6 separate regions of the Mus musculus genome follow, and regions 1, 2, 3, 4 and 5 are each linked to region 6. Evidence: chromatin contacts called from public HiChIP or PLAC-seq and capture Hi-C data. All regions are on one chromosome and are shown on one strand. The core of a region is the stretch at or near the end of the contact, and the rest is flanking DNA. Distances in the headings are between cores, read along the strand shown. Region 1 overlaps Arhgef17 (Rho guanine nucleotide exchange factor (GEF) 17). Region 2 has its middle 38 kb from the start of P2ry2. Region 3 has its middle 20 kb from the start of P2ry6. Region 4 holds the start of P2ry2 (purinergic receptor P2Y, G-protein coupled 2). Region 5 holds the start of P2ry6 (pyrimidinergic receptor P2Y, G-protein coupled, 6). Region 6 holds the start of Arap1 (ArfGAP with RhoGAP domain, ankyrin repeat and PH domain 1).

What was found. HiChIP or PLAC-seq counts read pairs in DNA pulled down with a chosen protein or histone mark. Capture Hi-C pulls out chosen DNA fragments and counts their contacts.
Region 1: an H3K27ac HiChIP or PLAC-seq map of microglia shows a contact between it and region 6, with 6 times the contacts expected there. The contact joins the enhancer-like site here to the promoter of Arap1 in region 6. A contact is called at or near these places in 4 of 39 promoter capture datasets (the 3T3-L1 cell line, the C10 cell line, hippocampal neurons and 1 more), 1 of 484 Hi-C or Micro-C datasets (bone marrow-derived macrophages), 6 of 115 datasets of contacts at active chromatin or transcription factors (acute myeloid leukemia, embryonic hindbrain, epiblast stem cells and 3 more) and 1 of 9 other capture datasets (embryonic stem cells).
Region 2: a contact with region 6 is called in an H3K4me3 HiChIP or PLAC-seq map of bone marrow-derived macrophages, with 2.8 times the contacts expected there. The contact joins the enhancer-like site here to the promoter of Arap1 in region 6. A contact is called at or near these places in 1 of 39 promoter capture datasets (embryonic stem cells), 5 of 115 datasets of contacts at active chromatin or transcription factors (the HPC-7 cell line, bone marrow-derived macrophages, embryonic hindbrain and 2 more) and 1 of 9 other capture datasets (liver).
Region 3: a FOXA1 HiChIP or PLAC-seq map of pancreatic cancer cells shows a contact between it and region 6. The contact joins the enhancer-like site here to the promoter of Arap1 in region 6. A contact is called at or near these places in 5 of 39 promoter capture datasets (the 3T3-L1 cell line, hippocampal neurons, liver and 2 more), 1 of 484 Hi-C or Micro-C datasets (bone marrow-derived macrophages), 7 of 115 datasets of contacts at active chromatin or transcription factors (the 230-238 cell line, T-cell acute lymphoblastic leukemia, embryonic stem cells and 4 more) and 2 of 9 other capture datasets (embryonic stem cells and liver).
Region 4: an HNF4G HiChIP or PLAC-seq map of pancreatic cancer cells shows a contact between it and region 6. The contact joins the promoter of P2ry2 here to the promoter of Arap1 in region 6. A contact is called at or near these places in 2 of 39 promoter capture datasets (hippocampal neurons and second pharyngeal arch cranial neural crest), 1 of 484 Hi-C or Micro-C datasets (bone marrow-derived macrophages), 10 of 115 datasets of contacts at active chromatin or transcription factors (acute myeloid leukemia, bone marrow-derived macrophages, craniofacial prominence and 5 more) and 4 of 9 other capture datasets (adipose tissue, embryonic stem cells, liver and 1 more).
Region 5: a contact with region 6 is called in a capture Hi-C map of macrophages, with 5 times the contacts expected there. The contact joins the promoter of P2ry6 here to the promoter of Arap1 in region 6. A contact is called at or near these places in 4 of 39 promoter capture datasets (the HPC-7 cell line, cranial neural crest, hippocampal neurons and 1 more), 1 of 484 Hi-C or Micro-C datasets (bone marrow-derived macrophages), 7 of 115 datasets of contacts at active chromatin or transcription factors (acute myeloid leukemia, bone marrow-derived macrophages, embryonic stem cells and 3 more) and 3 of 9 other capture datasets (adipose tissue, embryonic stem cells and macrophages).

Annotation. Positions count from the first base shown.
Region 1 is chr7:100,906,866-100,910,371 of GRCm38.p6, reverse strand. The region is part of intron 1 of Arhgef17 (Rho guanine nucleotide exchange factor (GEF) 17); the gene reads left to right. Among named protein-coding and RNA genes, the nearest start is that of Arhgef17, 24 kb to the left of the region's middle. Within about 2 kb of position 2,056, at least 79 of the 459 cell types and tissues checked have an H3K27ac peak or open chromatin away from gene starts, as enhancers often do. A contact at or near this core is called in bone marrow-derived macrophages, where this site is marked.
Region 2 is chr7:101,048,629-101,052,235 of GRCm38.p6, reverse strand. No RefSeq gene overlaps it. Among named protein-coding and RNA genes, the nearest start is that of P2ry2, 38 kb to the right of the region's middle. Within about 2 kb of position 1,330, at least 89 of the 459 cell types and tissues checked have an H3K27ac peak or open chromatin away from gene starts, as enhancers often do. A contact at or near this core is called in the HPC-7 cell line and bone marrow-derived macrophages, where this site is marked.
Region 3 is chr7:100,982,695-100,986,367 of GRCm38.p6, reverse strand. No RefSeq gene overlaps it. Among named protein-coding and RNA genes, the nearest start is that of P2ry6, 20 kb to the right of the region's middle. Within about 2 kb of position 1,372, at least 81 of the 459 cell types and tissues checked have an H3K27ac peak or open chromatin away from gene starts, as enhancers often do. A contact at or near this core is called in T-cell acute lymphoblastic leukemia, embryonic stem cells, pancreatic cancer cells and 1 more, where this site is marked.
Region 4 is chr7:101,010,632-101,014,206 of GRCm38.p6, reverse strand. P2ry2 (purinergic receptor P2Y, G-protein coupled 2) reads left to right here and starts at 2,209. Exons shown (of 3, transcript NM_008773.4): 1 at 2,209-2,495.
Region 5 is chr7:100,962,416-100,966,232 of GRCm38.p6, reverse strand. It overlaps P2ry6 (pyrimidinergic receptor P2Y, G-protein coupled, 6), which reads left to right and starts at 1,867. Exons shown (of 3, transcript NM_183168.2): 1 at 1,867-2,014.
Region 6 is chr7:101,345,777-101,349,522 of GRCm38.p6, reverse strand. Arap1 (ArfGAP with RhoGAP domain, ankyrin repeat and PH domain 1) reads right to left here and starts at 1,454. Exons shown (of 34, transcript NM_001040111.1): 1 at 1,324-1,454. Gm35219 (a long non-coding RNA gene) reads left to right here. Exons shown (of 5, transcript XR_003946844.1): 3 at 1-1,676; 4 at 1,785-1,881; 5 at 1,963-2,602. It overlaps Stard10 (START domain containing 10), which reads right to left. Exons shown (of 7, transcript NM_019990.5): 7 at 2,897-3,631. The coding sequence ends at 3,386.

The sequences.
Region 1 (3,506 bases), core at 807-3,306, 440 kb after region 6:
ACCCCTGGCTGGAAGAAGCCCTCCTCCTGGCACTCTAGACAGATGTAAACTGTCCCAACTTTTCTACCCAGGGTCCCCTGGGGTGGAGTCCTGCCTGCTTGGCAGATCTTGCTTGGGTCGCCAGTGACACAAGGTAATAATAGGGCCCACCCAGGAGATTATTTTGAGGTTAAAGCCAACACCTGGGAGGTGCTTAGTCAGCAGAGAGTGGAATCCCTCCACAGATAGACCTGCTATTTTTAGATCTTTGCTGTCTTCCTGTCCTTGGGCTCTGTAAAGTTAAGTGATTTATCCAAAGTCCCAGCCACTTAGTGGTCAGTGGCTGCAGGAGGATTCGGGTCCAGCCCACTGCCTAGTCTTGAGAACCCAGCAAGTCACGACTTGCGCTGAGTCTCAGTGTTGTCACTGAGTTGATATGGAGTCTTAGGAGACTTAGTGCTGCGCTGTTCTGCATACTCCATGGTACCGAGTAGACAGCACTGCCACTTTCTGTTGACAGCTACAAGTCTGGAGACTCTGAAGACTCAAAGCCAAAGCTTCAGGAGTGGTCCTCTGAGCCGTCAGGATGCCTTCCTAGGGTGGACTTTGGTCCTGGGACGTGAAGCCACCCCACTGGCTGACACTGGCTGACCTCAGATGAGCATCTTCTGGGAGCTTCTCTGTTCAGCTCTAGGGCTGCTCACTAATTGATGGGGAAAGCACAGAAGAGCCTAGAAGCACAAGCTGCTGGTGGTCAGCAGAAATCACATCTGCCAGTGTGGCCCAGGCCTAGTGGTGGCCCTTGAGCCCCCACTGGGAAGGAAGCAGAGCAAACTGGCCTGGTGTGATGACAGAAACTTCTGTCAGGTCTGGGTTGAGCCCGACACACTAGGGTTGATGTAACCACTTGGTAACAGTATACCCTGGAGGGCACGGTCGGAGTAAGGTGAGGTCACAGTATATCCCAGCTACGTGGGTACTTCTGGCCAAGTGAAGAGACCCTAAAACCCTGAGGCCCTACCGGACTATGGTGGTACACGCCTTAATTCCCAGGAGGCTGAGGCAGGCAGAGCTCTGAGTTCGAGGCCAGCCTGGTCAACAGAGCTAGCTCCAGGACAGCCAGGGCTACACAGAGAAACCCTGTCTCTTTAAAACAAACAAACAAAAAAACAAACAAGCAAACAAACAAAAAACCCCTGAGGTCCTGAGACATTCTGTGCTGGGAAGTAATACCATTCGTCCAGCAGAAAGGAATGGCGCCCGCTGAGTGGTGGCAGCTGGCAGCGCACACCTTTTTCCTGACACTTGGAAGGCAGAGGCAAGCAGAACTCTGTGGGAACTGGTCTAGAAAGTGAGTTCCAGGATAGGACAGGGCTACACAGAGAAACCCTGTCTCCAAAAAACCCAAATCACAAAACAAAGAGAGAGAAGGGTGTTGGTGGTGGGGTCTGCCCTACTGCCCTTTCATTTTAGGAGGTTGATCATAGACACCCGTGGCCTCCTCGCTGTGCCTATTCATCCTGCGGACACTTGCTGTCTTTGTCTCTATTCACACCTGTGTGCTGACTGTATGCCCTGGGGAAACGGCTCTAGGCCTTAGTGGTGCCTCCTCTATCCTGGAGCTCCCAGATCTTGTTACTGCCCCCTGGTGCCCGAGGTAGCGTCCTCATAGGTCTGTAGCATAATAAAAAGGATGGACTGATTTGGGAGTCACAACGGGGCAGTTGGTGGGGCAGTTGGCGCCTGCCCTGGCCTGAGGTGAGGTTGGTGAGGGAGGAGATTTAAGGCTCCCTGGAAAAAGCAGAGAATAGATTAAATGGGACTTGACCCAGCCAAGGGCAAGGTGCGTGTGGGGATGGACCCCGTGCTGAGGGCTGGGAGGGCACAGCAGCAGGCGGAACTCGGCCACCTCATTTCCCGGGGCCTTTGGTGGCCTGAGCAGAAGGGTTTCTGGCATTGTCTAAGTGGGGAAGATGGCGTCTTTTGGCTGCGGGCTTTGAGAGTCCCTAGGATTTATACACAGCCCAGTCAGGCCCTGTCCTTTATTCCCTGGGGCACTGGCCTGGGGCCGGCTTGGCCTTTCCCAGGGTGCCTGGCCCAAGGCCCAATGAATCATCTTCCGCCCTACAGGCAAGACACCCCATCTCTATCAACAGTGTACAAATGGAGCCCCCCGCCCCCATGTGCCTGGTCTGAAGAAAGGAGGGAATTGGAGGGGCTGGAATCAAACCCTAGAAACTTCCGTTCCCACGACCCTTCACCCCAGCCTCCCTCCGTACTACCAAGATGGGTGGAGATGGTAGGGAGCCATTCTTTGTAGAACAGCCACTGAGCTGTAGATCTGGCATGTTCCAGGTAGGGAAATAGACACTGAGGAAAGGTATTTACAGCTACATGAAGGTAGGAGTTGAAGTTCAGACCATGTGGGGCCCCGGCCGGCCTGGGTAGCATTCTGAACATGGTTTGGATATTTGAATTTTTAGAGCTGTTAGGGAAAGTCTCCTGGAAGTCAACACATCCTGGGGTTCCAAGCCAAGGCAGGGCACAGTCCTGTGTGCAGGACTGGCAGGGATATCCTAGGAGCCCCTAAAATACAAACTTAGAATACAGATTTGTTAGCATTCTCCTCCAAGGTCTCACACTCAGTTATGCCTGGCTCCTGACCTGTAAAATGGTGGCTACGGGGGAGAAGTGGGCAGAGAGGTTGAGTTCAGAGTGGACTGGCTCATCCGATGCTTTTCACGTCTGCTGAGGTCCGACTTACCCTCCAGCCCCCATCTCCTACTTCTGTTATCTGGGATAAGGAACTTTTCTTTTGAAACCTAGAAGATTCAGCTGTATCCTCTTGAAACTGAAAGGGGTGGAGTGACAGAAAAAAACGAAAAGAAAAAAACCCCACATTAAAAAAAAAAAAATCATGCAGTTAAATTCAAACCACATGCCCTACAATCCCAGTCCTGCAGGCCTCTGCTGCCACCTAGCAGTGCTTGGTGGAAGTGCAGTCCTAGAGCCCCAGCTTCCTCACTTGGGCTTCATCAGCCATGCCTTTCTCCCAGTATGACCTCAGTCACCCTCTGGGAACCTAGTGGGGAATTTAGAACCCTCTTGAACTTTCCCACCTCCTTCATCTGTTTACAGAAGGGGAAACTAAGTCACAGAGCAGGAAGGCCAGCCAATAGGTACATGTTATGTACCCAGTGTATGTCTAGTTTATACTCATTCCTGTTTGGATTATTCTTGTAGTCCTGGGGCAGGCAGACATTGAGACCTCCCTTCTGTTTCCATCTATGTCTTAGCCATCCAGGGAAACGAATACAGCTGTCAGCCCCACTTCCTAATTCAGGGTGCCCCAGGTTTGGCCTGACTTCTTATTTATGTGCCCTGCAACTTAGTGAAGTCTTTCAGCTGCTGATACGCCATTTGCTTGGGGTTAGATCTTAGCCTAGGTCACCCCACTGAAGTTCTCAGTACACATCCTGTAGGAACCGGTGTCTTTCCTAGACCACGGTGCTCCTGGGAGGTCAGAG
Region 2 (3,607 bases), core at 81-2,580, 300 kb after region 6:
CCTTACAATGGCTTTACAAATGGTGTGATGATTCAGACCTGGCTTTGCCCTTGAGGAGCTCCTAGTCTGGTGTGGGAGAGAGACACTGCATTGGAGTGACCAGTAGGGACAGAGGCTGTGTAACGGGAAAGAGCAGGGCCCTATTACCCAGGAGGGTCCTAGTGTGGACGAATTGCCCCCATCCTGGAAGACTAACAGCTTCCCCAGCTCTGCGTTTCTTCCTTTACGCCACATGGTGGCGCCAAAGTCATCTTTCCACCTTTGGCAGCTTAGTGAAGGCTCTCTCGGAAACACTCTCAGAAGGACTGTTCAGTGTCTCTTCTTTGAGTGACCCTGTCTGGTGATGGTCTTCTCGTAGCCCCAGACTTCTCATGTGGTATATGAAGAAGATAGATGTAGTGAATTCTCTGGCATCTGGACTCCCGAGGAGAGTCAGCTCTCTGCAGGAGGCCAGAGGCTCCACTGCCCAGCACATGCTTAAAGAGGACTCAAGGATTCACAGGGGTCTCTATTCTGTCCCAGGAGAAGCTAATGGCCTCTCTGCCCTTTTCACTTTTTACAGAGGTCTATAGGAGTGGCTTTTTATTCTAGCAACACGCATCTATGTAAGGCATGCGGGGGTGGGGGTGGGGGTGGGGGGTCGGGGGTGGGGATCCACCTCCTGAAGCTGCCCCTCAGGAGTTACCAAGTGAGGACAGTTTAAGGGACATATTCTTGATACAGCGGCAAAGTTATGACTGTAGGTGGAGGAAGTGAACATGAGTCACTAGAGACTTCCAGAGGCCAGGCCGGATGTAAGTCCCCAAGGGCATTCGCCTATTGGGCACTAGAAGGATGCTTCTCATATAGCTGAGGGCATTTTGACAAAGAAGAAGGTGGAGTAGGGTATGGGAGGTGGGATGGGGTGTGGGAGGTGGAGGGTGTTTACTTTCCAGAGGGCTTTTGTGGTAAACTAGCTGGCTGCCTCTTCACCCTGGGCCAAGAGGGAAGGGCCAGGGGTGGGATAAGGGGTGTGGCAGAGCCAGACTCCGAGTATCTGTCAGGGTCTGCTTCCCAGGGGCCTTTCTGGGCTGTGACCCTAATACCTCTCCTTGGTCCTCTCCAGAGGACCCTTAACTTAACCCCGTGAGCCAGCCAGGGTACAAGTCACTAGGGGAAGGCAAGGCCAGCCCACACATCCTGAGGGCCTACTGTGTGCCAGGCAGGCCTGGAGTGGAACCCTTCTCTAAACCGAGTTTCTTCCTCATTTCACAGAGAAGGAAGTAGGAAGGAGCTGGCCAGCCGAGGGAGGCCTCAAGCCGGGATGTGTCATCCTCCCTTTCTCCACTCTCCAAGCTTGTTTTCTGAATCACCGTGCATGCGTGACCCTTCCTCATCCTCCCAGGCCTCGCCTCTGCTTCCCTTGTGCATTCCCCAAGGCCACCAAGCTGCGCTGTGCTCTCAAGGTCACGTTCACAAGATGGGTGTGCTGATGGACATTGGTACAAGTGTATATCCCAGCCCTGTCTGCTGCTGATCTGCTCTGTGACCTTGAGCAAGTCGCTCGAAGAGCTCTGAGCTTCAGTTTTGTCTATTCATTGGTGTTGTTAAGAGAATCAAATAAGATACTAAGTATAGTTGAACTTTGTGGCACATGTCTATAATCCAGCACTCAGGAGACCAAGGTGAGAGGATTGTGGGATCTTGCCTGACAAAACCAAAAACCATATCAAAAGAAAGAAAGAGAGAGAGAGAGAGAGAGAGAGAGAGAGAGAGAGAGAGAGAGAGAGAAGGAAAGATGTGTAACATTTTTAATACCTCATCCTGGTATGGTGTTCAATAAAGGTTAGGTTTTGTTAATTTTTCTCCCTTTTTTTCTTCATCACCTTCTTCTTCTTCTTCTTCTTCTTCTTCTTCTTCTTCTTCTTCTTCTTCTTCTTCTTCTTCTTCTTCTTCTTCTTCTTCCTTCTTCTTCTTCTTCTTCTTCTTCTTCTTCTTCTTCTTCTTCTTCTTCTTCTTCTTCTTCTTCTTCTTCTTCTCCTCCTTCTCTTCCTCCTCCTCCTCTTCTTCTTCCTCATCATTGTTGTTTTGTTTTGTCTAGGTTTTGTTGTTGTTGTTGTTTTGCAAGACAGGGTTTCTCAGGGTAGCCCTGGCTGTCCTGGGTGTGTGTGGCAGTGATTGTAAACATGTGCTTTCATGCCTAGCAGAACCTGCACTTCCACAAGCCCCTCCAGCAGTCAGGCAGAGAAGGGAGCAGGTGGAGCTGCTACCCTGGGTAGAGGAAAGGCCCTGACTTTGGGGCTGGTCACTGGTGTCTCCAACCTACTCCCAGGAGACACTTATCTACTCTCGGATCCTCCTACACCCTTGGGAGTTGGTACTAAGGTTTGAGGTTATCTAATTCAGCCTTGAGAGGACTGGTCAGTCCCCTTAACCCTGTCTCAGGAAGACATAAATAGCGATGCTCCTCCCTGGTACCTCCCCAAGCTCTGAAAGGCTGGCGGCTGGAACCCAACTCAAAGCCCAAGGAGCTGGCCAGGGTCCCTCTTGTCCCTCAAGCTCTTTGACCTGTGCCTATAGGAATTTGTGACTCTTGGCACCCAGCATGGTGACAAGTCCCTGCTGAAGCCTTGGCTGGTCTCTCCACTTGAGCTGGGTGAGGACGCCATTCCTGGCACTGTGGGAGTCTACAGCTGGGGCCAGTCCCTGCTCCCTTTGCCTTGGAGCTAATTTTAGGGCCTCCTAGTCCATGCCTCAGCTCAGCCTGGGTCCGTTCCCAGCCTCTCAGCAGTGAGGTCAGTTGGGGTCTCAGAGGATTGAGAAGGCCAGACCCGGCTTTGGCTCAAGAGGTGAAATTAGAATCCTCGTCCTCTGTCCAGCCTCTCCCACCACTGCTTGGGAAGTCACCCTCAGAGCTAACTGGCAGGATGTGACGAGAGCCATCTTTTTCCAGCCAGGGACATGCTCAACTTCTCTGCAAAGAGACAAATGAAACGCTGTTAGAAAGTTACCAGAGATCAGAGAGGTCGGAGCAACGATCCCTGGGAGAACTGATGCCTCCATTCTTCATCTGCCAATCATGCCCGAGAGCCAATCATGGCCGAGCTAGCACTAAAACTCAGGCCTCCCCAGTTGGACTTTACATCCTATGACCTGTGGATGACAGCGCGGAATGAGAGAGAGGGGAAGGGCCTTTTCAGGGGTCCCCCAAATGCCAGCTCAATGAGCAGTTTTTTTCATTCTTTCTTAGGATTCTTTTTGTGACAGTGTAGCCCAGACTGATCTTGAACTCACTATGTAGCCACGAATGACCCTAAACCTTGATCCTTCTGTTCCTACCTCCTGAATAGGTGCGTACCATCATGCCTTGCTTTGTAAGAGGAGTGTATGTATGGAGATTGGGAGGTACAGGGCTCATATAACCCATGGGTGTCACCAATTCTCTATGTAGCAGAAGCCGGCTTTGAACTCCTGATCTTCCTGACTCTGCTCTCAAGTGCTGGGTTTATAGGGGTGAATATGCTCGGTTATATGAAGTGCTAGGGCCGAGTCCAGGGCTTTTTGTGCCTGCATTCTACCTAACAAGATACATTCTCAGCACTTCTGTCTTTTGGGGGGAGAGGTTATT
Region 3 (3,673 bases), core at 123-2,622, 360 kb after region 6:
TTCTTAAATATAAGTTCCCTCTGATAATAATGATAGCAACAACAACAATAACAACAACCATAATAGTAACAATAATACTATGTGTCATACCTAGTAGCACATGACTTTAATTCCAGCACTCAGGAAGCAGAGGCAGATAGGTTTCTGAGTTCAAGGCAAACTTGATCTACATAGCAAGTTCCAAGTCAGCCAGGGCTATATAGAGAGATTCTGTCTGAGTGAGTAAATAAATAAATAAATAAATAAATAAATAAAAGACAGATAGATTAAGAAAAGGAAAAAGGAAACCTACTATGTATCAGGTGCTTTCAATATACATTGTAAATAAATTGCTAGTGAATAAAAACGGTCACAGATGCTGCCTCTGCCTCTAAAAGGCAGGGGAGCAACAATCAATAATATTAATTGTAAATTATATGGTGTACTAAGAGGGATGACTGTTGTGGGAGGAGAATCCAGAGTGGGAAGGACTGGAAGCGGGGTGGGGGTGGTAGCGATGTTGCTCTTTTCATTTCTTTTCTGAAAAGGTCTGGTACATCCCTGACTGATCCCAAATTTGCCATGTAACCAAGGATAACACTAATATTTGGATGTTCTGCCTCTACCTCCTTAGTTCTGGACTTTACACATGCGCCTCCCATGCCTAGTTTTATGCAGTGCTGGGAACTGGACCAAGGGCTCCGTGCATCTGGACAAACCACTCTACCTACTGAGCATGTCCTCAGCCTAGAATCTGTTTGTTTTTGTTCAGTTGGGACAGGGTCTCTCCTAGACTTGCTTTCCTATAGCTAAGGATGACCTTGAACTTGTGATTCTCCTACACACACACACACACGCACACGTACACACACACACACACACACACACACACACACACACACACACCACCTCTCTGGAAGCGACTACAGACCTGCACCATAGGCAAAGGCCCAGCTTGAACCCAAGATCTTGATGAAGTCTGGTGAGGCCTTACAGCTTATCCACCGCAAGGGGTTGGAAGTTGGGAGGGCGTGAGGAGGAGCCCAAACAGTGAGAAGGCCTCTGGGTTTAAGAGAGGACGCGAAACACAGGGAGGGGAAGGACTCTTGTTATTTCCACTCACAAGCCAGTCCCAGGGCAGCTGGGAGTTGATTTGATCAATGACTTTTTCCTCTTTCCCTGAACTCCCTTATGATGGCCTTTTAATTGGGTCCATTTGTTCCAAGACCATGGGCTGAGCTGAGCAGACGCCAGATTATTTGCCCGTTATTAAGTAGACTAGGAAATGGGCCTCCGTCTTGGCCAGAGAAGTGAGAGCAGCTGAGCGGTGTCCCTGAGGAGGGCAGAGCGCTCTGCACTCAGCACCCTGCCATCCAGGCACTGGTTTTCCAACCCCACCCCCACCCCGCTAGCTTTTGTCTGCAGGCCCCTCCCCTCTACCCTGCCCTCCTGCGAGGGCGGGGTGGGGGTGGGGGGTTGCAGTTAACTGTTGATCACAGTTTTATGATGTTGAAAGTACTGTTCCCAGCCACATCTTACAGAGTCCGGTGACTACATTCTCTTTCTTGTAGAACTTTTTATTTTTTCTAGAGTTAATAATTTCCTAAGGGAGACATAGTCTAAAGACAAAGGGAAGGATAAATAAATCATAACTAATGCTTGTAACTAGATGGCTCAGTGGTTAAGAATGCCTGCTACACAAGCCCAAGGACCTGCCCTTGAGAAACATGCATCTGTAACCCCGGCTCGGTGGGACATGGAGCCAGTGGGATCACTGGCTTGCTGGTGCCAGCCTAGATGCAGTGAGAGACACAGTATTAAGGAAATAAGGCCAAGTAGAATAGATGGAAAGTGATGGTCTCCTGTGGCCTCCTTGTGAAATAGCACATGCACACGCGCGCGCGCGCACACACACACACACACACACACACACACACACACGAAAATAAAAACATCTTTAGGGGCTGGGGACTCAGCTTAGTGAAAGAGTGCCTAGCAAGCATGTGGGCTGCAGTCAGTCTTCAGCGCTGAAATAAATTAAGTTAAAAAAATTTTAAAGGTAAGACCCACAGTGGACTGAGACAGACATAACCAGCTGCTCATAATTCTCTTCCCCTATGAACATAAAATTATATAGATTGCTTTCTCAAAAAACCAATACACGTGCATATATATACATGTATATGTATATGTATATGTATATGTATATGTATATGTATATATTTAAATCTCATGTAATAATTTTTTAAAGATTTGTTTATTTATTATATGTAAGTACACTGTAGCTGTCTTCAGACACTCCAGAAGAGGGCGTCAGATCCTGTTACAGATGGTTGTGAGCCACCATGTGGTTGCTGGGATTTGAACTCCGGACCTTTGGAAGAGCAGCCGGGTGCTCTTATCCACTGAGCCATCTCACCAGCCCCTCATGTAATAATTTTAATGCACTGTATATACTATGTAATGCTTAAATCAAGTGAGGCATATCCTTTCTCCTCCTTCTTCTGTTTGTTTTGTTTTGTTTTGTTTTGTTTTGTTTTGTTTTGTTTTGTTTGAGACAGGGTTTCTCTGTGTAGCCCTGGCTGTCTTTAGAACTCACTCTGTAGACCAGGCTGGCCTTAAACTCTGAGATCTGCCTACTTCTGCCTCCAGAGTGCTGGGATTAAAGTCATGCACTGCCACCACCCAGACCATATCTTTCTTCCTTTTGCCATTTTCACACAGAAAGGGCATTGGATCCTGATTGGGAGTGACAGGCAGTGTGAACCACCAGACACAGAGGATGGGAACCAAACTTGGGCCCTCTGCAAGAGAAACAAGCATTCTCAACAGCTGAGCCATCTCTCCAGACGCTCGCCTAGCTTCTTATAATGGTAGGATATGATAATGTACAGAGAAACTCATGATTACACCCAAAAACAGAGGCCTTAGAGCCTCTGTTACCACAGCATTTGGGAGGCTGAGACTGGAGGATTAGAAGTTCAAGGTTAGCTTGGGCTACAATGTGAATTTGAAACCTACTTGGGGTATATAACAAGACCCTGTCTTAAAATGAAATGTTTAAATAAAAACAAACAAAACCACACAGTACAGTTTTTGATTTGCTAGCATACAAGCACATTTTTCTGCAAAGGGAATTAGAAGGAAGAGGCCTAATATTTCTCCTATTAGAAGTACATTAGAGCAAAAAGTGATGAGAAAAGTCTAGGTTTCTGCTTCTTTGTCTATTTTTCATTGTGAGATGGGGCATCGTGTATCCCAGCTGGCCTATGTAGCAAAAGAGGATGCTGAACCTGTGGTCTTTCTTCCCCGACTTCCCAGGGACTGGAACTGCAGATAGACATCATGAAGCCTGTGGTCTCAGGGCTTGACCCAGAAATTCGTGCAAGGTAGGCAAATGCTCTACTAACTGAGTTATAGCCCCAGATCTTTGGGGTTTTGCTTGTTTGCTTAATGAAGCATAGTTGGAATTTATTATAAGGCATTTTAACAGATTTCATTAATTGTTGAGGGCAGGGTGTGTAAAGCTGCCAGAGGATAGCTATGAATGAAGATCTCTCTCTCTCTCTCTCTCTCTCTCTCTCTCACACACACACACACACACACACACACCTTTATATGAGGGGAGCTTCAGGTTTCCAGGAGCACAGGGCAGACACCTTTACCCCTGAGCCATCTGCCAACCCTTAGCACA
Region 4 (3,575 bases), core at 960-3,459, 340 kb after region 6:
TGAGGTGGGCCGGGGGAGCCAGGACTGGCGCTTTGACAATCCCCTCCTGAACTTCTGTTGCTAATGCAGATGCCCCTGTGGCTTCATTACACTTCACAGGGACCATTACAGCGCCTGGGCCTTACCATTAGCCTGCTTTGGCTGCGAGATTCAGGGAGACGCCCTCAGTGCTGGTCTACACTTCATAGGGTACTCACTGTGTCTCACAGAGCTCCCATTTCCTGGCTGGATCAATAGAGGTTCTAAACTCTTTCAGTTGCAAACTCTCAAGTCCAGAGTACGTGAAAATATGAACGCAAATGTGCTCAAACTGGAATGCGATGGGGGTGGGGGTGGGGGTGGGGGTGGGGGTGGGGGGTGGGTAGGGAAGTCTACTGGATTTGGTGATCTACAAAATCTGAGGATTGGGAAACCTAACCTCCCAGGCTCTTCTGAGAGGGGATACTCACTCTGCAGACCCAGAAAGCTCAGGATCATGGGCAAGACCCCAAATAAGGACATTTAGTCAGAACAGCAAGACAGGAGTACATAACACATTGTGCAGAAAAGAAGATGGAGAGCCAGGCGTGGTAGCACATGCCTAGAATATCAGCTCTCAAGAGGCTGAGTCAGGAGGACTGCTGAATGAGGCCAGCCTGAATTACATGGTGAGTTCAAGGCCAACAGGGCCTACATAGGGAGATCCTAGCTATAAACAAACAAACAAACAACAAAAAGAGGGCTGAATCTTAGAAAGTAGACACAGAAAAAGTGAAGGAAGACTTGAATCTGAGTACTCGGGCTTTACCAGGTCACCTGACATGATGTCATGTACCTTGGGAATGTCGTTTCTTTGGCTATAAAGTAAAGGAATTGGACCACAGCAAGGGTAAAGTCCAAGACTGCCCACTGTCCAGCCTGTGGGTCTTCTAGAGGCTAGGATCCATCCTGGGTCCTAGGGGAAGCAGCAGAAAAAGACCTGACGGCTCAGAAGGGAGATCAGGAAAAGGAAATCCGCTGGGATTTCAATAACCAGAAAGACTTCCCTCACACGAGGACCCTAAAGCCACAAGGGTGGCTGTGGAGAGATCTAGATTTCTGGAAGCTGCCTGCACCAGCTCCCATAGCCAGCAGAGGTTAGACAAGGAGCCTTTGTGTCTGCTCAAAGGCCCCAGGAGGCTGCAGAGAGGCTCAGCCACCCAGCTCTGTGTATTCACCCTTCTCACTCTGGACAGGGCTGCAGATCGGACCCTTTCTGGACCCCTCCAGGGGCTGCGAATGGGACTTTAGTCAGCGGATACACAACTAACAAAGTCTACAGCCCTTGGGCAGAGAGCAAACTCCTCACCATAGGAAAAGGCTTGTTCTGAACTTGTCCGTTTATTTGGCCACCCCAAGACTCCCTGGATGGACACGAAAAGTAGGATCATGGAAGGACTGGCTTCATTTCGCAGAAAATGTGTCTTACAGTGCTAAAGGTGGCCTAGAACTTATACTAACAGATGCCTGAGTCAGAAATGGGAGGGGGCAGACACCCTCTCATTCATCCACCCCTTCACAGGACAGCAGTGAGGTGGCTGGTGTGGTCCTTGCCTTTTTGAGCTCAAACTAGGACAGGAATGGGGTTTGTGACTACAGAAAGTCTTCAGAGCAGGCCAGAGAGAAGAATTGAGGCAGTTCAAGATGAGAGATCAAACTAAACCAGGACTTCATGGACCCGTTAGTGACCTGAACGAAGAGCAAAAGCAGACGGAGGTGGTGAAGCCGGCAAAGATTTCTGCTGGTACCAGCAGTCTGAAAGCACATCCATCTGTCCATCCGTAAGTGACGCGGGATGGGGCAGCAGCGGAGGGAAGGCTGAGGGTCAGTATAAAGGTCCATCGGTGGGCAGTGACAGGAGCCAGGCCAGCACAAAGCAAACCTTGTAAAACTTGGGCGTCGCTGAAAATCGGTGAGCTAAGCAGGTGACCTCTGCTCAGCCAGGACGGTCGCCTTCCGCCTCTCCTTGCTCAACAGCCGTGGCGGACACGCTGACCGGCGGCGACACTGACCGACCGCGTCCCCAAGCGGGTGGCAGACTGGAAGCATCTGTTTAGAAGGGTTGGGGGCGGCTCCGGCGTCTGCCCAGAGTCTGCCCCGCCCTCCTGCTCACAGCCAGGCTATGGGGTGCGGAGCGGGGCGGAGTAGGGCGGGGACCGCGGCGCTTCCAGGCACGTGGGACCCTGCGCCACTCGGCATGGGACTCGGGCACCAGGAACAGCGGCGGCAGCCCTTGGAGGGGACCAGCGCAGCGGGGAGGTGAGAGGTGCTTCCTAGAGGGGAGCGGACACCAAGAGAGGTCGCCAAGTGAGGCCTGGGGACGGGAGCGCCGGTCGAGTCAGCGCCAAACAGGGAGAGCCCATTACGTGACTGTCCCGAGGGCTCGGGCTCCCAGCCCTTGTACTGCGCAAAACTGGGCGGTGAGAGCCGGCTGCCGGTGCGCTGATGAACTTTGTTTCCTCTAGAGCGTGATCTCGGTGAGTGTCATCTTGGTGTGTTTACCAGCATACTGGGGGAATCTGTGTGTTAGTGGGCAAATGCGCACACCCTTAGGGTGTGAGTGACTGAACTTAGTCTGTGTGTACCCCTGGGGCGTAAGTCTGTGGGCTAAGAGACCTGGGAATCCTGGAGACTTCTTGCGCTTGGACTCTTAACTCTCCCCAGAGTCAGTCTGGGTAGCTCACTCGGTGTCAGTGAGGTGTCAGTGAGGAACCGGAGGCAGTGGCAGCAGCGGCGGGGTTGTGGGGTTGGGAGTGGGGGGTGCGGTGGGGTGGGAATGTGGGTTGCTAGTGCAATTTCATATAAGGACAGTTAAGACTTTGATCTGTCTGGAAACTTTTAATCGGGCAGGTGGTGCTGTATGAAGGGTCAGGCAGAAGAAAGACAGTGTTCACCTCACTAGGGCTACAGTGTGTGTGTGTGTGTGTGTGTGTGTGTGTGTGTGTGTGTGTGTGTTACTGATCTCCAGGAGCTAGACCCAAGTGTAGATCCTTCTGGGAACTAGCCTTTCCAGTTTGGAGATTTATAGGGCTAGGTGACTGCTGTGCTCAGAATGGCATCCCTAGAGTCCCTGGGTCAGCAGCCTTGTTTTGGATCAAGTTTGGAATAGTGGCTTTTGAAGATCAGGCTGGGGCGGCAGGGAAGTGGCAATTATCTGTGGGTGGGAGTGGGAGGAAGGAGAGTCTCTGAACAGACTCTACACTGCTGCCAGTGTGGGTCCTGCATGAGGGCTGGGGACAAGCCCTGCTGCGGAGGTCTGCCCCTCTCCTTTTCCATGCTTTGGATACTCCAGAGTTTTGAGGACATGGGCAGGTTGGCATACTGGGTAATCCTCAGAAATGGCTGCCCAGATGCAGAGTGAGGTTGTGGCCTTTCCGGGATCCCTTTTGCCCACCTACCCCAGGCACCAGATGAGCATGTGAGGATGTCACCAAGGCCTCATGGGTGACACCAGGAGTTCTTTAATTTCCTGGCTGTAGTCTTTCTTCTTAATGAGAAGTGCTTATGCTACTATTGGAATGTTGTTGAACTGTTACTTGTTACAGTTTATAAGAATC
Region 5 (3,817 bases), core at 618-3,117, 380 kb after region 6:
AGCCCGCAAGTGTGCGTGCCCAGCATTCCTCCAGGTTGACTGCCACGTCCTCTCGCCTGGGAGCTGACCCTCTGGATACTTTGCCCCCCCCCCCCACTGCAGTATTCCTTTTCAGGATTTTCCCTACACAGGGACAGAGGGATCTTCCTGTCAGTGGCCTGCTATTGGGTGGGAGTAGCGACTTCTTTGTTTTCTATGAAGTCACACTTACTTCTTATCAAGAGAATGGGCCTGCTGCCAGGGGCCCTGAGAGATCAGGGTCTCAGGATGTGAGGAACGTGTGATACCCTCTGTTATCTTGGTCTGCACATTGCCTTTTAGTTACTGTGATGACCATTCATGGTACCACCAAGATGTGGGTGCCTTCATTTATTATCATCATCATCATCATCACCACCATCATCATCATCACCACCACCACCACCATCATCATCATCACCCCACCATCATCATCATCATCATCATCATCATTCTTACTACTGCAGCTGCTACTATTACTATTGCTATTACTACTACATCTTACAGATAGGAGAACTGAGATCCAGAGAGGGACAGACACTGGTTAAGGTCACACAGCAAATTCAAGCAGAGTTAACCAGTGCCATCTTATCCTTGGGCTAAGGGAAAATGCTTTCTGCCTCTGGGGCTTAGAGTATGAAAAATGGGCTTGGTTGGGAGCCTAGGGGATGGGGCAGGCTAGGACCACCAAGCAAGCTTTGTGTAGGGAATCTTGATCTTCCTACACCTGGAGCTGTGTTAGCTCCCTCACACAACTCCACTGTGAGGCTCTTCTTTCATGTATACATGCCAGGGAAGAGGACCAAGGGACAAGACACCTCTGCCTTGTCTTGGAACCCAGGCAAGGCCCCAGAGCCACCCCTCTGCTGGGGTAGGTCAGAGGGTGTATTTCCTCTTCTGGCCTGCAGAGGGCTTGCAGGCCAGGCTCTGGGCACAAATCAAAGCATTGGCGTTCCGAACTGAAGCAGGGCCCAGGAGCCTGCCTGGCCTTAGCTCCTGGCCTGCTTCCATCCTGTAGGGCTTGAGGTACGGTCTCCTCCAGGCTGGGTGGACTTCTCCAGAGAGAGACAGAAAGTGGTACAGGAAACGGAGACCTAGTAAATCCTAGTTCAGTCCACTTGAGGAGACCCTAACTCTACTCAACACACCTCTCTTGATTTTTCTCTAAAGCTCTCACCTCCGATCAGAGACTTTGCTCTGCACTCTCACTCCTAGTAAATGACACCAGACGAGGAGAAAGGGGATAGGGGATAATCCGATTGACAGGGAGGGGCTGTCCGGGCCAGTCAAGTACCCAGGCAGAGCTATCCATTGCCTTCTGCTGGTCCTGCCCAAGCCCCAGGATGGATGGAGGTTAGGGAGGAAGAGTCACCCCTGTTCTGCCCTTCTTCCAAGCCACCCTCTTTCTGAGGAGCCATTCTTGGTCCCTGGAGAGTGGTGTCTGGACATGCATGGTTGGAGTCACAGACAACAGATTCCTTAATCTTGGGGTCTGGGTCTCTCTTAATGAGCCTTCCAGGCACTGCTGAGAAACCAGGGTAATTGTTCCCTGTGGCAGTAATGAGCAGGAGCCAGGCTCTGTCCAAACTTGAGAGAGGCCAGGAGGGGAGCTGGTGTGTAGCTAGGAGCCTCCCTGTGCCCAGCCCTGGGCCTTGAGTGCTCCCTCCTTCCATCTTCCCAGGAACCCTCAGGCTAAACTGATGGTCCGACGGTCCCCATCGCTAGGCTGAGTGGGCAGAGCTAGGGGTGACTTGCTCCTAGTCCGGCAGTGGCTGACTCAGCCTTGTGCCAGACACTTGAGCAAGATCTCCAGATTGAGGCCTGAGAGACAGTGTCACTTCCCCTCCTGGTAGTCCCAGTTACCTCATCTGCCACCTCCCAGACTCCTGCACTCTGGGGCACAAGAACTGCCTGGTGGCAGGGGCTGCTTCGGGAGTCTAGCTTGCTCCAGTTCTCATGGCTTGCAGGCGGTTGCTGTGTCAGAGGGAGTTTTCAGGTAAGGGTGCTTCCCTCCTCCAGTGTTTGCCCGCTGTGCACACCATTGCAGTCCCGGGCTGGGTGCAGAAGGCTGAGCAGGTGTGGGTGGGTGTGGGGCCTTCTCCCTTCCTCTTATTTCCTCTACCAAGTTCTGCCCAGAACTAGGCTGCACAACACCGGGGGACAAGGCACAGAGGCCTGGAGTGGAGGAGGCAAGGAAATGGGGACCTGACTGTGTCTTGGGTGGGGAGGTGGAATACTGAGGCAGAGGTCAGAGTTTGACTTCTGAATGAAACATGACATTTTTTCCCCTTTCTGGGCCTCAACTTCTTACCTGTGAGTTCAAGTAGCTGAGCATGTGCCTGAGTATTGTCTATGCTAGATGATATAGCATATAAATGTGTTTAATCCCAGCAGAGGTAGGCAATCTCTGTGAGTTCAAGACTAGCCTCTTCTGCATAGTGCATCTCTTGTGTGTTGCAGGTCAGAAAGATCCTATCTCAAAAAAAAAAAAAAAAAAACCCAAAACTCTGTGTGTGTCAAATTTTAGAGAGTAAAGAGGGTCCCTTGGGGAGGGGCTGGGCGGGACTCTCAGAGCTGCTCAGGCGCCTTGGCAGGAACTAGCAGGAAGGATGCTAAAATACAATGTAGCCTGAGGTTAACTCCACTGGGAAAACGGATTCCCTGAGTCCAGGCACTGCTTGTTAAGGGGAAGAAAAGCAGAGTAATTGGATGTATCTGGGAGCAGGGCTAAATCCTTCTGAGGGTTTCTGTTCACATTTGCCTCTGCTGATCCTGACGGAGGAAAGGCAGGCAGGCGCCCCATATTTGGTACTGCTACCTCCGGAACGTACGAAGCTAGCTTTGTACCTGGCGCAGCCTTCCCAGCGCTAGGATTACATGCATGTACCAAGTGCTATGCCTTCCATGGTGCATCTGCATGTGTGTGCAAGACAAAGGTGTGGATGTGTAGTTCGTGAGTGTGTGTAGCTCCAGTGCCAGTGGGAGTTTCTACTGCTGAGACTCCATTTGGCTAGGATGAAGCTCAGCTTGTTGCAAAGCATGTCTGAAGCCCTGGGCTGGATCCTCAGCACTACAAGATACTGGGCATGGCAGTGAGTATCTGTCATGCCCCTACTCAGGATGTAGAAGCAGGAGGATCAGAAATTCAAGGTCATCCTCAGCTACGTAATGAGTTCAAGGCCAGCCTGGAGAAATTTTTTTCTTTCCTTCTTTCTTTTTTTCTTTTCTCTTCTCTTCTCTTCTCTTCTCTTCTCTTCTCTTCTCTTCTCTTCTCTTCTTTCTTTCTTTTTTTCTTTTTTTGGTATATCCTTACTATTTGTTAGTTTACCAGGAAGAGTTGGGGGGTCATAGTCTAGAAACTAACACTAACTATTATCTCTAGCCTGTCCTCTTGCCTCACCCTGGAACTGTTCCTACAGACTTCACTGGGGGGTGGGGGTCCCTATAGGACTGTCTTCAGTGCTGAGAATCTGCCTGGCTCCTCTATGCCACCACCCTCCCTCTGAGTCTCAGAGCTGGCTGGGAACCTCAGTTGTCCCATTGAATCTTTGTGATATTCCAATGTCTTCTGGAGATGCTACTAGTATTCCATTTTACAGACAGGGAGATGGAGGTCTGTGAGGAGAAGTGCCTATCTCAGAATTCATGGAATTCAGCCTGCTGGTGGCAATACTAGACTTCAGTTCCTAAGACCTAACTCGGTTTTCACTGTGGCAGCCTGGCTAATGTGCTGGCTGTCTGGCTGAGTGAACACCTCAATGAAGGAGCAAACAACTCCTTTGATGCAAAGCTGAAAGTG
Region 6 (3,746 bases), core at 205-2,704:
ATAAGGAGGCCTGAACGTCCAAATGAAACCTGGGGCGTCGGGGCCATCACCTCCTCACAGCCAGCAGTAGCCTGCCTGGGACATCTCACTTGTACCCTATTCCAGTGAGCAAACGGTCACTGGGGAGCAGGGTCCCCAGGCCGGGGTCTAAATAAACTTTAGCCAGGTATAAATCCCAAGGATGGGTTCTCTGCACATCCTCCCTTGCCACCCCTTACAGCCACACCCACATCCCTTGCCTCTCCTCCGGAAGGTTATCAGTATCCCTGCTGTGCGGCACAAGCTCTGCCCTCACCTTGCAGCCAGTCTTAGCAAACAGCCACTTAACTACCAAGGCTCATCCAGGCATCCTCTCCTCCCCAGGTCTGCACCTGTCCACGCCTGTCTCTGGGTTCTGCTGAATTTCTTCTACCCTATAATGACGCTGCTAGGAGCCTAGGCTTCCCTTAGCAGGACAGTCACAACTTTCCAAGTACAGGTTATCAGGGTCCCCTGGACCCAACAGTAGTCAAATCCTTACCTGAGCATCCCCAAGTCTAACCCTGAATCCCGAACCCCCAGTCTAGGCATTAGGGAAGCTTTCCCTAAGACACTGAATTTAGAGAAACATAAGTCAGACAACCTGGCTCCTAATCACCCAGCACCCAAATCTACCCACGGAGATCTGTGTCCAAACACCTACCCGCCTCCTCCCCAAAAGCCCCCATCCCCCGCTGCACTGCAAACCTGCTCTAAGCCCATCCACCCATTCCCAGCCTGACCCCATTCAACGAACACACCCCTTCTTTCCTGGCAACTGGGCCAGGTAAGCTCTAGAGAAACCATGCCCCCATTAACTGGTGGGGAATTGAGGTGCGGAGGACGGAAGTAGCTTGCCCAAGGTTACCAACACCTCAGGTCCAGGGCTAAAGTCCTAAAGCTTTGCGAGGCTGTACCAAAGCCTCAGGTCCACGGCTAAAGTCCTAAAGCTTTGCGAGGCTGTAAGAATGTCCGGGGTAGACTAGGTAGAAGTCTTCATTTCTCAAGTGGGAAAGCCAAGCTGCCTGACGCTACTGGCTCCGGAGCCTGCAAGCCCTAAAGCAGAAGAGCTGACGGCTGAAAGCTGGTGTCCACCAGCTCACTTTCTCTGTCCCTACGAGTCTGGCTAGATGACTTCACCTCCAGAGGCGACCCCACTTCACTTCATCCCCAGGCAAGAGCGCGCACCAGATGACCCCGGGAAAATTGAGCGGGTGGGGGTGGGGGGCTCACCATTCCCTTCTGAGGAATGGGGGCAGTGCAAGCCACAACTGGCGATTGGGAGGTCCCAGCAACCTCACTGACCTGTTTTGAGCGAAGAGAACTCCACGAGGTGGGACTCGGGGTCCCGGTACCGTCTGTCACACGCGGCCGCAGCCAACTCGCGGCAGCGGTCCGGGCGCGCCCACCTCGCTCGGCGCTTCCGCCCGCCCCACGTGACACCGGGGGACGTGAGGGCGGGGAACGGGCAGGGAGCCGGCCGGTCCCGCCCCCAGCCTAGTCCGGATCTTCAATACCCTAGGCAGACCGGACCGCCGGGTTTGTGTCTCTCCTTTATCCTTAGCTTGCTAAGGCTTTGAGGCTCATGTCTAGTCTATCCTGTCCCTGCTGAGACTCCACGGATCCTTGAGTCTCCATGCCTCGACACCCCTGTTCTGGTGAGTCTATCCTCTGGGAGAGGACACACACACAACCATTGGAGGCGGGACAACCACCTTCCCTGGGAGTCCTGTGCACCATTCTTAGTACTCTGCTTCTGTCCCCAGGACTGCATCTCCCTGCAGAAGGCGCTGGGAAAGGCCCACCAGAGTCTGGCAGCTTCTCACCTCCTCCCCAGAGAGATGAAATCCCTAGACTTGGCAGGTATTTCTGGATCCTGAGGCTAGCCTCTGGGACCAGCCAAACCAGGGGCCTTAATTTAGCTGGGCTTCCATTTTTCCATAGGAACAGTGGGCATATTTGGAAGAACAGTCATCAGCAGGGTGGGTCAAGGGGCTTTTGCCCTGAAAGGAGGAAGATGCCCTTTAATCAGAGCCTATTACATGCCTGGTCCAGTGGTGAACAATTTGTTCTGATTAATTAAAAAAAAAAAAAAACTCACACTTGCATAAGGGTAAAAATTATCACCCTAGGTTATAGGTTAGGAAATGAGAGTCTGACATTCTCAGGGTGTTCTCAAAGCCATTATGGGCAGACCTAGGGCTGGATGTTCCAGGTGACAGGGTCCTGTCCAGGCCTCTCCACAGAAACTGTTCTCTGGGAAACACTTGACTGTTAGCCCAGTAAGGTTTTCCACTGGCAGGGCTTTCCAGGAGAGGTGAATAGGGTCAGATCTTGAGTTCTTTCCAGACCCCAAGTTCTTGTGGTGCCAAAAATACCAGAGAAAAGCAGGGCCTAAGACTAACTCTGGGACTCGGCATCCCTTGGACAGCAGAGGCAGCCCAGGCTTCCCTCTAGATCTCAGAGCAGCTAGGCATAAGTGAGGGTTGACACTTGGTCAGGGGACCTCACGATTCCTGTGACCAGCCTAAGGTCTTTAACACTAAGTGCAGTGGAAGTGTCTTCACCAGTACCCACCCCTCCCCCTCCTCCAGTACCCACCCCTCCCCCTCCTCCAGTACCCACACCTCTCCCTCCTCCAGTACACACCCCTCCCCCTCCTCCAGTACCCACCCCCTCCCTCCTCCAGTACCCACACCTCCCCCTCCTCCAGTACCCACACCTCTCCCTCTTCCAGTCCATACCCCCCTCCCTCCTCCAGTACCCACCTCTCTCTCTCCTCCAGTTCACACTGCCTCAACTCAGTTCTGAGGCCTTCAGCCCTAGTCTTTGACCTGTGAGTCCCTCCCCTTCTTTCTGTGATGACAGGAGCCAGTCAGAGTATGCCAGATCAACTGTTTAAAGCTAGCTTGGACCAGAAGTCCATCACACAGTAGAAGCCTGACCTCAGGTTAGACCAGCTCCTCTTAAGAGCCCTGAAAAAATGAGCAAACCACCTTTGTGACCAGAAAAATGAATGTGCAAATGAACGAAAAGAAAGGAACCACAGGAAAGGAGGGGGCAACAAGCTCCACCCTACGTTACAAGACGCCTATAGGGACAGCAGTCCTGTGAACAATAAGAGTATTAAGGAAAATAACTGTAGAACAGAGCAGCGTGGGGCTGAGCAGATGAGAAGCAGGCACAAAGAGCTGGCTGGGGCTGTGTGGTTCATTTATTGGGGCCATGTCCAGCCATGCCGCAGCCACCTGGGCAGGAGCCCAGTGCCCCCCCAGAAGGCAGGTGGGGGAAGGGAGGAAGTGCAGAAGGCTCAGTGCCCCAGGGTTCCACCCCAGTCTGGTCTTGGTCCTTGCAGAGAGCCGGTCACTCAGGTGAGCGAGGTGTCATCGTCGCTGCCCTCTCCTCCCGCACCGCCTGCCCGCTCCTCGCGGCTCTCTGTCACTGCACTCTCATCGATGTTCTCCAGTGAGTCTGCATGTTGCACCGACAACTCTGACAGCGCCAGGCTGGGCAATGGGCTCTGCTCCGGGTGCAGCCATGGCTTGAAATGAGGCTGGTGTTTCTGCTTCCACTCGGGGTACTTGATGCAGGCCTTGTACATCTTCTTCATGGCCTGTAGACCATTCGAACATTGTTAGGGGTGCCTGGAGGGCCACACCCCTCCAGAGCCCTCCTGCGGTGTACAGTAGTCCCCAGTGTCCCAACTACGGCCATGGGTAGACCTGGTT